Regions from separate parts of the Sus scrofa genome. Here region 1 is linked to region 2. The links are chromatin contacts, called in public HiChIP or PLAC-seq maps. All regions are on one chromosome and are shown on one strand. Each heading gives the region's core, a stretch centred on a gene start, on an enhancer-like site or on the middle of the called end of the contact. The rest is flanking DNA. Distances are from core to core; before and after follow the strand shown. Region 1 holds the start of NABP1 (nucleic acid binding protein 1). Region 2 overlaps LOC100516649 (a long non-coding RNA gene).

The links. HiChIP or PLAC-seq counts read pairs in DNA pulled down with a chosen protein or histone mark.
Region 1: a contact with region 2 is called in an H3K27ac HiChIP or PLAC-seq map of alveolar macrophages. The contact joins the promoter of NABP1 here to the enhancer-like site in region 2. A contact is called at or near these places in 8 of 47 Hi-C or Micro-C datasets (alveolar macrophages, blood, epiblast stem cells and 2 more) and 1 of 2 datasets of contacts at active chromatin or transcription factors (alveolar macrophages).

The regions. Positions count from the first base shown.
Region 1 is chr15:96,312,630-96,315,329 of Sscrofa11.1, reverse strand. It overlaps NABP1 (nucleic acid binding protein 1), which reads right to left and starts at 1,446. Exons shown (of 6, transcript NM_001244491.1): 1 at 859-1,446; 2 at 421-559. The coding sequence starts at 949. LOC100516649 (a long non-coding RNA gene) reads left to right here and starts at 1,581. Exons shown (of 4, transcript XR_002339369.1): 1 at 1,581-1,941.
Region 2 is chr15:96,259,199-96,261,898 of Sscrofa11.1, reverse strand. All of the region lies in intron 2 of LOC100516649 (a long non-coding RNA gene), which reads left to right. Among named protein-coding and RNA genes, the nearest start is that of NABP1, 53 kb to the left of the region's middle. Within about 2 kb of position 1,433, at least 16 of the 83 cell types and tissues checked have an H3K27ac peak or open chromatin away from gene starts, as enhancers often do. A contact at or near this core is called in alveolar macrophages and retroperitoneal adipose tissue, where this site is marked.

The DNA of each region.
Region 1 (2,700 bases), core at 197-2,696, 53 kb before region 2:
AATTTACATCCACACTGTCTAAATGAGTACAAATAAAATACTGGCAAGACATCAAGTCATTAAAAGGGAAAAAAGGTTGGAAAAAACTAAGTGACAGCTGTATTAACTTGATTTTTAACAATCTATTAAAAAGACTCAATAATCCCTGAACAGTATTTAAAAATCTGTAAACTGAGGGTGGGGTTGTTTAGATTCTCAGTTGAAATTGCTTTTAAAGGCTTAGGTGTTACAAACCAATGCTGTCCACCAACTGAGGTTAACATCGAAGGGGGCTCAAAACTTCTCGGAGTGGCCCCGAGGAAAAACAACACGAAACTTTAGAACTTGCCACGGTCCTGGGCGTCAGTCAATTTCGATTTCCCAGACTTCTACTTAGGAGACACTCTCAACCCCTTCCCCAACCCCTTTATGAACACCTACCCTCTGGTCAACCGAATAATATCCCCCGGCTGAATGAGACCTCCGATTTCATCCCACACGGAAATAGTGATGCTGCCCGTTTTATCTGCTACTTTGCATGATCTCACTTCATGGCCGTCTTTGGTTTTGGTCACGCGTCCTGTGGGGATTTAAAAAATCAAAAGGGGGAGGGGTGTATTAGAAAATGAGTACTTCCAAAAAGCTAACTCCTCCTCCGGGATCAAAAGGCGTCTGAAAGGTGGGAAGAGATCGAGCCCCGGGTTCTCGCCCGCAGGTAGGCTACAGCCCCAGCAGGGGCCAACGGAGCCACGTGGATGGGGGAGGGGAGAGAGAAGGTAGGGAAGGGGGAGGGGAGCCCCCGGCTAGCGGCGGCAGCGCCCTTCCCTCTGGCCCCGGGACGCACTGCGGGCGGCGGTGTGGGCTGTGGACCCCACTTACCTATCTCCAAGACAATAAAGACGACATTTAAGTTTTTCAGTCCGGGCTTAATATCTTTTATAAAAAGAGGGGGGTCGTTGACCCCGTTCATAATGAGGCAGGTGCGGCTACGATGCGGAGACTCGAGTGGGCAGGGAGCCGGACAAAGCTTCCCACCACCCCCCTGGGCCAGGTGCGAGGGCGGAGGGGCGACCTTGGGCGAGGATGGCAAGAGAAGGGGCAGAAAGAGGTTAGTCAGGGACGGAGGAAACCAGCTCAGAAGACACTGAGCCGAAAAAAACTGGGGGAAAAAAGCGCTGACAAGTTTAAAAGAAAAAAACACGAACCACTCCGCACCCCGACCCCGCTCCCAACCAGGCGACAGGAAGGCAAGCGTGAGAACTGCCCCTTCTTTGGATAAAAGGAAGAAAAAAAGGCAGCGAGAAGATGCCTCTGCCCTGAGTCCTCTCACACACACACACACACATACACACACACACACAGGGGCGCGTGCCCAGCCTGTCCCGAGCTCCAGGGAGGGAACAGGCTTTGACTGCGAAGCCAGAGCAGAGACCAAGCTTCCGCGCACCCAGCGTCCCAAACAGCGACTGCAGAATGCGCCCGCGCACCGGCTGGACCCCCGCGTCGCCCCGCCCCCTTGTTACGACACACGGCGTCGGGCACGCCCGACGCTCCGCCCTCTAGGCTCTGGAAAGGGGCAGCCAAGGGGCGGAAACAAGCAGACGACGCCCGCTCAGCCTCCTTAGCTCCTCCCCTGGGCTGTCAGTGCGGACCCCGCCCTCTCAGCCGTCCAATCGGCTCTGAACTCCGACCCATTCTCCTCCTGCTTCCGCCGTCGCCGCGCGGCGTCTATTTTGCCCTGCCTAGTCTTCCTTTTTCAGGCTTCTACTACTCACTGTCCAGTTTCTGGTTTTCTTGCATATTGTCCCTCAGATTTCAGTCCTTCGCCCCTGCTTTTTAGTTTCGCGGTCAAGGAGAACGGTTGCTGTGTTTTAGAACGCAGTGGGTACGTCAAAAAGTATGCAGGAGAGGAAGAACAAGGTTCAAGCAAGTGTGGCTGGTCTGGTTGAAAGAAAATAAAAGGTAGGGATGGGTCCTTAGCAGCGAGGCTGGAATTTTAAGACCAGAGGGCAAAAGAGTTCCACTCTACTGCCTCATTTTAAGCTTATTGAGAGCAGGAACTGTGAGGTGGCTTGCTGAAGGTCACTCAGCAACTTTATGAGCAAGCAGGACACAAACACAAGTGACCTAGCCTTGGTGCTTTTCACTCTGTAATACTAGGCAGATAAACAAGAAGTTAAATTCCTTTGCAAACTTAACTATTTTTTCTTGCTCCTCTCAGATTACACTCCCCATTTTGCTTTTCTTCTCTACGTTCATTTTATTAATAGTCTGTTTTTAGAGCAGTTTTATGTCTACAGCAAAACTAAGAGAGGAAGGTACAGAAATTTCCCATATGCTCTCTATCCCCACACATGCGTGACCTCTTCCCATTATCAATGTCTCCCCCAGAGTGGTATGTTTGTTACAGTTGATGAACAACATTAACATATTATTATGCAAAATCCTTAGTTTACCTTAGGGTTTGTTCTTGGTATTGTACATTTTATGGTTTTGGACAAATGTATAATGATACGTATGCAAAATTAATAGTATTATACAGAGTAGTTTCATTGCCCTAAAAATCTTGTGCGCCACCTATTCATCCTTCCCTTACCCCTCATCCTTGGCAACCACTAATATTTTTAGGCTTCATTTTCCAGTATGTCACATAGTTGAAATCATACAGTATGTAGCCTTTCATAATGGCTTTTTTCACTTAGAAATGTGCATTTACATTTC
Region 2 (2,700 bases), core at 184-2,683:
CTGACTACCATCCATGAGGATGCAGGTTCCATCCCTGACCTTGTTTAGTGGGTTAAGGATCTGGCATTGCTGTGAGCTGTGGTGTAGGTCGCAGACTCGGCTCGGATCTTGCATTGCTGTGGCTGTGATGTAGGCTGGCAGCTACAGCTCTAATTCGCCCCCTAGTCTGGGAATCTCCATATGCCTCGGGTGCGGCCCTAAAAAAGCAAAAAAAATTAAAAATAAATAAGTAAAAAGGAGTTTCCATTGTGGCTCAGTGGATTAAGAACCTAACTAGTATCCATGAGGATGTGGGTTCTACCCCTGGCCTCACTCAGTGGGTTAAGGATCCAGCATTGCCACAAGCTGTGGTATAGGTTACAGATGCTGTTTGGATCTGTGGCATAGGCTGGCAGCTGCAGCTCTGATTCTACCCCTAGCCTAGGAACTTCCAGATGCCACAGGTGTGGCCCTTAAAAAAAGGCAAAAAAAAAAAAAAAAAAAAAAAAGTCTATTTGTTGGGAGGCCTAGTCCATCTCAAGCAAAATCAAAAAAATCTCATAAGCTGTGTTGCCAGTTTGCTTCCTCTTTATAATTCTCTCTTCCACCAATTTAAAAGAATATTTCAAAGGGGCCTAAAGAAAGAATGGAAGAATTTAGCCCTTCATTCCTGAGGTCCAGTCCCCCCTGAGGAGGGACTCTCGGGATACAATCCTGAAGAAGAATGGGCACGGGGAAGTGTGGAGCCCTGTGACAGATGTAAATCTTCAAAGGGGTAGAACTGGTGGGCTTGTGTGAGCTCCATCTGGGAAAGAAAAAGAAGCAGCCCTGGGCTCTATTCGCAGGACCTTCCCCTGGTGAGCGAAGGATGAGAGGAGGCCTGTTCCTACTTTAGCTTCATGGTGTTCTCATGCCCTTTCACCCCAAGAGAACTGATCCTGCCTTGGTATGATTATTTACTTATCCTATAATGCAAAGGAGGTTTTAAACCAGAATTGGCCTTTAGTGAGGCTGCTAGAAGTCTATCCTGGAGTTTATGGGGATTGGGAGGGAGGGGGTATTGTTCAAAGATCCAAGCTTCCTAATGACAACCCTAGGACTTGGAGCCATGTCAACCTGAGCACAGGTCTCCCAGCCAAGGTAGTGCCCTCTGTCTTCACCCCTTGTCTTCTCTTCCCCTCTGCCCCGAGATGCTGGGCATACATACAGGTCATCCTTACTGCAACTTCTCCAGCCTCTGCCCTTGCCCAGGCTTAGTTCTCTTTACCTCATTCCTCCTGCCCACATGCCCATCCCAAGCATGGCAACGTAGCTTTCCTATCATGAACAGGTCATCTATCACGCCACCTCCAGACCCAAGGGTCTGGTTTTTTTAAGAATGGTTGGGTGCAGCTGCATAGGGGAGAAAAGGAAGTGAAACCAAGAAGCCTCAGCTGTGGGCCTTGGCAAGTGAGGAGGGGACAGGAAATCCTATGAGCTGCTGAAGGCAAATCCTGGTGTCCACTTCCCTCATAGTTCAGATTCAGATAAAGAAGTTCAGATCCCAAGTGACTTATTCCAGATTACTCATTTATTCACTGCCAAAGTCAAGACTAGATTCCAGCTCACACAAATATCACCCAATTGATGTGGCTGCTTCTTTCATGCCACATAGAGACAGAAAGGAAAACTGCAGTCTCCCCAGAAATGCCCATGCAAATAATAGTGTGAGAAAGATATCAGAAAAGCTTTACATTGGAACTATTTACAGATTCTATGAAACTAACAAAAGTCCAAATTGATTTTTGCCTTGTTCATATAAAATAATATTAATTAGAGACATATCCACACAGGGCAAAACATTTTATAAACATCATTCACTACTGTGAAATACTAATTACATATTTTCACAGCAACAATCAAATACAGAGGTGGAGTTTCATCCCTAGTTCTGCCTTCCTTCCTGAAATAGGCATTCTTTTGATAAACTTGGTCAGCTGAAAATATTCTCTCTATATCTGTAAAACTGGTAAGATTTGAAGAAAAAATATTGTTTTTCTGTTTTAAAATTGAATCATAATACCTCTGTATAGATATCAAAGTTTCTAGAAGAGGAGCTATGTTAAGATAGTATGATGTAGGGCCTATTAAGCCTTCATCTAGAGTTGTCTCCCTTGCCTAAGAAAGTACTCTGATACCGATCAAATGATTCAATTAATCAGTCCTATCAAACAATGTTTAGTAACTTAGTGTTTCTGTATGGGACACAAAGAGCTGCTGCTGTCACAGAGCTTGCTGTCAAGAGGGGAGGCTCAGATACGCAGAGACCTGTCACCAGAGAAGAAGGTGGACAGGGCGGGTGGGCAGGAAGAGTGCAAAGAGCTATGGGGGTTCAAAGGAAGATGGAGACACAAACATATGTTGAAAAAAAATTTGTGCTAGAATAAACGAGAGATTTGGGGAAAACAGCTACAGAGTTAAATGCTTTGAGGCAAGCCTTGAAGGATGGGAGGGATTGAAAAAAATAGCATTCCTGGGCTTTGCTCCAGAGCACAAACATTCAGAAAATGCAAATATTTAAGATAATGATTTTTAAAAGATTGTGCAAAACATTTACATTTTGCTCCTTCGAAAAACACTTCTCTCTTTCCGCTGTGGTGAACTTACTCAAGTCCCCCAGTCCCAGCCATTTTTGGCAGCTTTCTAATATGAAACCAGAAGAAATTCCATCAGCTGGAGGAC